2 separate regions of the Mus musculus genome follow, and region 1 is linked to region 2. Evidence: chromatin contacts called from public Hi-C data. All regions are on one chromosome and are shown on one strand. The core of a region is the stretch at or near the end of the contact, and the rest is flanking DNA. Distances in the headings are between cores, read along the strand shown. Region 1 has its middle 9.7 kb from the start of Gm51578. Region 2 overlaps Smad1 (SMAD family member 1).

What was found. A called contact is a pair of places that touch in the nucleus more often than the background predicts.
Region 1: a contact with region 2 is called in a Hi-C map of liver, with 1.8 times the contacts expected there. The contact joins two enhancer-like sites. A contact is called at or near these places in 10 of 39 promoter capture datasets (the 3T3-L1 cell line, cranial neural crest, embryonic stem cells and 6 more), 1 of 15 datasets of contacts at CTCF or cohesin (the NIH/3T3 cell line), 7 of 484 Hi-C or Micro-C datasets (CD4 T cells, the G1E-ER4 cell line, bone marrow-derived dendritic cells and 3 more), 2 of 115 datasets of contacts at active chromatin or transcription factors (embryonic stem cells and microglia) and 3 of 9 other capture datasets (adipose tissue, liver and pancreatic islet).

The regions. Positions count from the first base shown.
Region 1 is chr8:79,413,657-79,416,356 of GRCm38.p6, reverse strand. No RefSeq gene overlaps it. Among named protein-coding and RNA genes, the nearest start is that of Gm51578, 9.7 kb to the right of the region's middle. Within about 2 kb of position 1,261, at least 33 of the 459 cell types and tissues checked have an H3K27ac peak or open chromatin away from gene starts, as enhancers often do. A contact at or near this core is called in liver, where this site is marked.
Region 2 is chr8:79,344,714-79,347,413 of GRCm38.p6, reverse strand. The region is part of intron 5 of Smad1 (SMAD family member 1); the gene reads left to right. Among named protein-coding and RNA genes, the nearest start is that of Gm4890, 51 kb to the right of the region's middle. Within about 2 kb of position 1,358, at least 9 of the 459 cell types and tissues checked have an H3K27ac peak or open chromatin away from gene starts, as enhancers often do. A contact at or near this core is called in liver, where this site is marked.

The DNA.
Region 1 (2,700 bases), core at 12-2,511, 69 kb before region 2:
AGGTGTCCATGTTCCTGAACGGGTGTGTTTGTTTGTAAGTAACGTTAGCCTTTCCCCTGTGTACACATTTGTATGAGTCCTGGCCAGATGTGCCTATGTGGCCCAAGATGCTAAGGTAGACGAAACCAGTCTGTAGGAAGGGTGTTTTCCAGCATGAGGGTAGCTGGTTCATTTCATTACTAGCTTGGCTCAATGCTAGTAAATGCTAAGGATTGTGGGAAATGGCTGAACACATACAATCTAAAAAGGATATGGCCTCAGCGCTCAAGTGATGCTTCTGAGGCCACAGGAAGAAACAAGGTGACTCCATAGAAAAACCCCAGTCACCATGAACAAACGCACTAGCTTTGGAACATTCAGGCCCATCTGTAACTTCCGGTAGCAACGACACTTCCGGTTTATCCCTTTACCTGGCTCCCTGTATCAGGACTGGACTCCTTCAAAGTCAGTAAGTTGTAGGGTGGTAGTGGAGGCCTCAGGAAGTCCTTCCTGTCACCAAGGACTGGTGGGTACTCAAATATCAAGGGAAATACATAAAAGTCTGGTATTGTGTTTACATTGCACACTAGTAAAGAGTATTCCAGGCACATGGGAGACAAGAATCTCTTCAGAGTAAGTTATCTCTCATTTGCTGTGAGTTTTCTTACACACACTCTCACAATACCTACATGTAGCTCACTCTGTGCATATTTCCTGCACACTGGGGCAGGGGAAGTGTGTAATGAAAAGCAAGCACCCGGTTCAGCTATGAGAAAAATGGACCTAGAAAGGACAGCGTGGGAGACCTTGGAAGAAGCAGTCTTGTGCAATTTGCCTCTTCAAGATGCCTTTTCCAATACTAGCAGGCTGCCACTTGGGAGCTTGCTCCCGAGTATTTCCAAGATCCACAGGACAGTGGTTCAATGGTAGCTAGAGTCCCATGTGGCTTGTTCACTTATAGCAGGCCTGGTAGATGCTCAGTAAGTATTTCCTGACCAAATAAATGATCTAGTGAGTTAACAGCCATGAAAGCATCTAAGCAAGACAAAGGGGGATTGAAGAGTGCTGCTTCATCTCTGTCCACTAAGATTCTCCCTTGGGAGAGAAGCAGGAGAGCATTGATACGCATGCTCTGGGGAGAAGGCCTGTGTGACAGAGGGCTTCAGTCCAGGTCCTGGTGAGCTAAATTGAATCAATGAGCATTCTCCCATAGAGGAGTATCCCCACAGAGAGGAAATGAAACCTTCGATGGAGAGGAAGTCAATCTTGATTTTTCTGGGCCTGGTGCCAGATATCCTAACACATTAACCATGAGAGACAACAGCAGAGGCACCCAGGACTCATGCTAGACTGTGCTGCTCTTCTTCTCTTGGTTAGCTGGTGCTGAGTAACTAAGTCCCGTGCTCCACAATTTCAGGGCCTGCGCTATCAGGGAGGCCTGAATTACTCTATCTGCTACAGAGGGGTAACGGAAGCTGCGTGAGGTGCTTCTGATCCCAGCCTTCCGGCACTGAGAGTTCACCAATGTTTTCATTTCACTGAAGATTAACTTAAAGAGGCAGGGTAACCTATACATATTGGGAAGAAAGAATGGTTTCTCATTCTATTCTATTCTATTCTATTCTATTCTATTCTATTCTATTCTATTCTATTCTATTCTATTTATTTATTTATTTATTTATTTGAGATAGAAAGGAGGGCTTGTGCTGTGGAGGCCAGAGAATCACTTTCAGGAATCAGTTCTCTCCTTCTACCATGTGGGTCTCACCTGGGAATCGAACTCTGGTCCTCAGGTATGGAAGCAAGTGTCTCTACCAGCCGAGTCATTTTGCCTGCCCGAAGGAATATTTTTTTTATTTGATTAAAAAAAACAAAGAACAAAAACTTGTTGTACAGTGGAGGAAAATTTATTGACAGGGGTGTTATGAGACTCCTCATCGTGTGTTCTTATTTTAACATTCATCAGCACATAACAAACCTACTAGCTCTTGCTATTTGCTACGTGGGAAGAGTTTTGAAAGCATAGAACCTTGAAAAGCCACAAGGTCTTTCTTGGCTAAAATGTGCATGCCTATGATGGTGCATACCTGTATTCCAGTACTTTGGAATTGAGAGCACAAATTTAAGGCCTGCCTAGACTGCGTAGGAGACCATATTTAAAAGACAAAAATATTTATATCTAATTCAAAAAAATTGGAGGCCTCCAAGTGGGAAACCTGCAAAATCTTGTGCTAAGATGTTTTGAATACATTACTGTCCTCAGATAGCTCACAGTGAGAAGACATCCAAAGGCAACTCCTGACAGTGGCAGGGCGAATTACATAGGACGTGCTTAGTTTGACGCTGGCTCCCAGTGTTCACCATTGTACGGGGTTATTCTGTGTGTGCTGCCACTCCCCATGAGTTGCTTGAAGGGAGCGATGTGTTCAAAACCCTGTGCACAGTTAGAGTTGTTCTAGTGTCCTTTCTGCCACTGTGATAAGACGCTCGGGCCAAAGGCAAGTTAACAGAGGATTGTAGCCTACAGGTCACAGTCCATCACTGGAGGAAGTCAGGGCAGAAACTCAAGGAAGAACCTAAAGCAGAAACCATGGAGGAATCCTGCTTGCTGGCTCCCTTGCAGGCTGGCTAACACTCAGCTAGCTTTCTAAGGCAGCTTAAGTCCACCTGCCCAGAAAATGGTGCTGCCCACAGTGGGCTAGTTCCTCCTACATTAAACAC
Region 2 (2,700 bases), core at 109-2,608:
CAGATGGGATTAGGTAGACATCTTAATATGATCAAAGGAGGGGAAAATGGAAATGACAGCTTAAGGTGAACATAGGCTCACAGCTCACATGGGTGCTTTCCTATGCCTGTAAACACAGGGTACATTTAGAATATACACCTATCAATACATTCAAAATGGAGGAGTGTTTGTTTTGCTAAATTTTATGGGGACTTTGACCCCCAAAGTAGGAAAAACCCACATCGTAGAATTTCCTCTTTAAGACATTACAAGGGACTGGGTGTGGTGGAGCACGCCTTTAATCCCAGTACTCAGGAGGTGGAAGCAGAGGCAGGCGGATCTCTGAGTTTGAGGGCAGCCTGGTCTACAAAGTGAGTCCAAGATATCTATGGTTATAGAAAGGAAACCCTGTCATAACCACCCCCTCAAAAAAAAAAAAAAAGATTAGGAGTAACATAAGGGTACTGGGGCTGCACTTCCTGAAATCACCCCAGATGCCAGAGTAGTGGACTCAGTGTAGAATTTCAGATGGTGGAAGAAGCCGGGGTCATCATGACAGATAAGCCGAGGACTCACATCCTGACCCTCAAGCAGCAGCAGACGCCATGCCAACATCGATGCAGGTGGCATGTTGATACAGTCTTCTTGGGACATGTCCCACTAGAAATGGACATGAGGTGTTCCCCTCCCCCTGGACAGCTCAGGGGTAGCCTTCATGTCCATCCCTGTCACTCTGTTTACCTGGAAGCTTGTACTGCCACTTCCCCTGACCTGGTGTGTTATTGCTTTTATGTTGCTGTGTTGAAACCATAACCAAGGCAACGAGAGAACAGAGTTCACGTGAGCTTACGGTTCCAGAGAGACGAGCCCAGCACTGCAGGAAGGCCAGCGCGGCGGCACGAGCATGGTGCTTAGAGCAGAAGCAGGTGGCTCACAACTTGAACGGCAAGCACAAAACATAGAGACCGTGAACTAGAAGTGGTCTAAGCCTTTAAACTCCCAAAGCTCACCTCTACTGACACTTCCTTCCAGGGCTAAGAGAGACAGAAAATAATTGCATATACAGGCAACCTTTGGTCCTTAAAGGGTTGGCTGAATATTGTATACCAATTTCAAGCAGATAGTAATTCTTTCTGTAGGATTTGTGACTTAAAATGTGATACCAAGATTACTTGGAAAGGTTAATAAGAATAGTTAAAAGTTATAATGGACGGACAAGTAAAGAAAAAATTCTGACATTAGGGCTAGTAAATATTACAAGTAAATCAATCAGATTTGCTGTAGAGAAAACAGCAAAGTACATGAAACTCATACTGTATTGCACATGAGAGCTGATGTTAGGTGTTGGCATCAGGTCAGCAGCATTCGCTACTGGTCCTGCATGTCACACCACATGTCACACCACACGTGGGAATGAGTTACTGGGTGTCCGTAACAAGGCAAACAATTCAAAAGGCTCTGTGAAAACACATTCGATCCAAAAGGTCGTTTGCCTCAATAAAAGTCATAAAAATTCAGCTAAACTTCTCTAGGTTAAAACATATGTCACTATCTATCATCTGTCTGTCTATACACACACACACACACACACACACACACACACACACACACATACACATAAAATGAATAACATTGAAGGACAAAGGAGTAAGAGGAAAATACAAGATAAGTCATTTCTATCTGGCCCTAAATATAGAACTCATAAAAAAATAAAATAAAAATAAAAACCCTACAACCGCAGCAGAATAGACAGGTGAGCAGTAAAGACGGGGAGTCCACAGGAGACACACAAATGGCCACTAAGCTATGAGTGCATGGCCAGCCCCACATGCAAATTATAATGATTGTATTATTTTTCAGCTGCAAGCATTTTGCTCACTGATGAGGGTCAGATGAACGAAGCACCCGCACAGTGCTGTTGTGGGTGTAAATCGACACAAGAATTCTGGAATTCATGCAATTCTAGGGTTTTCGATCTAGCCCTTTAACTTCCAGGAATCTCTTATAGATACCCGTAACAATTGGTCCAGTGACATTTGTCATGACTGCAATAAAAGAAAATAGTTGTCAGCAGTGCACTTTGGGAGAGCACTTGGATAACAGGACAGTTGGGCAGAGGTTTAAAAGTTTGCTCAGCACAGGATCCCCAATGAAGGAGCTAGAGAAAGGACCCAAGGAGCTGAAGGGGTTTACAGCTCCATAGGAGGAACAACAATATGAACTAACCAGTACCCTCAGAGCTCCTAGGGACTAAACCACCAACCAGAGAGCACACATGGTGGGACTCATGGCTCTAGCTGCATATGTAGCAGAGGATGGCCTAGCTGGTCATCAACGGGAGGAGAGGCCCTTGGTCCTGTGAAGGTTCTATGCCCCAGTGTGGGGGAATGCCAGGGCCAGGAAGTGGGAGTGGGTCGGTAGGTGAGCAGGGGGAGGGGATAAGGGGAGGAGATTTCCAGAGGGAGACCAGGAAAGGGGATGACATTTGAAATGTAAATAAAGAAAATAACTAATAAAAAATTGATTCCAAAAAAAAAATTAAAAAAAAAAAAGTTTGCCTGAGCAAGTGACTAAAGTGACTGGGTTTACTGATGGCAAAGCCAGCAGTGTGTGCACGCTAACAAGCAGGTTTTTCTGTCACCGAAACATTGTTAATATTTTCCACATCTTTATATTTTCATACACTGCCTTAATTTTCTAAGATGAAAAGTCACTATCTTT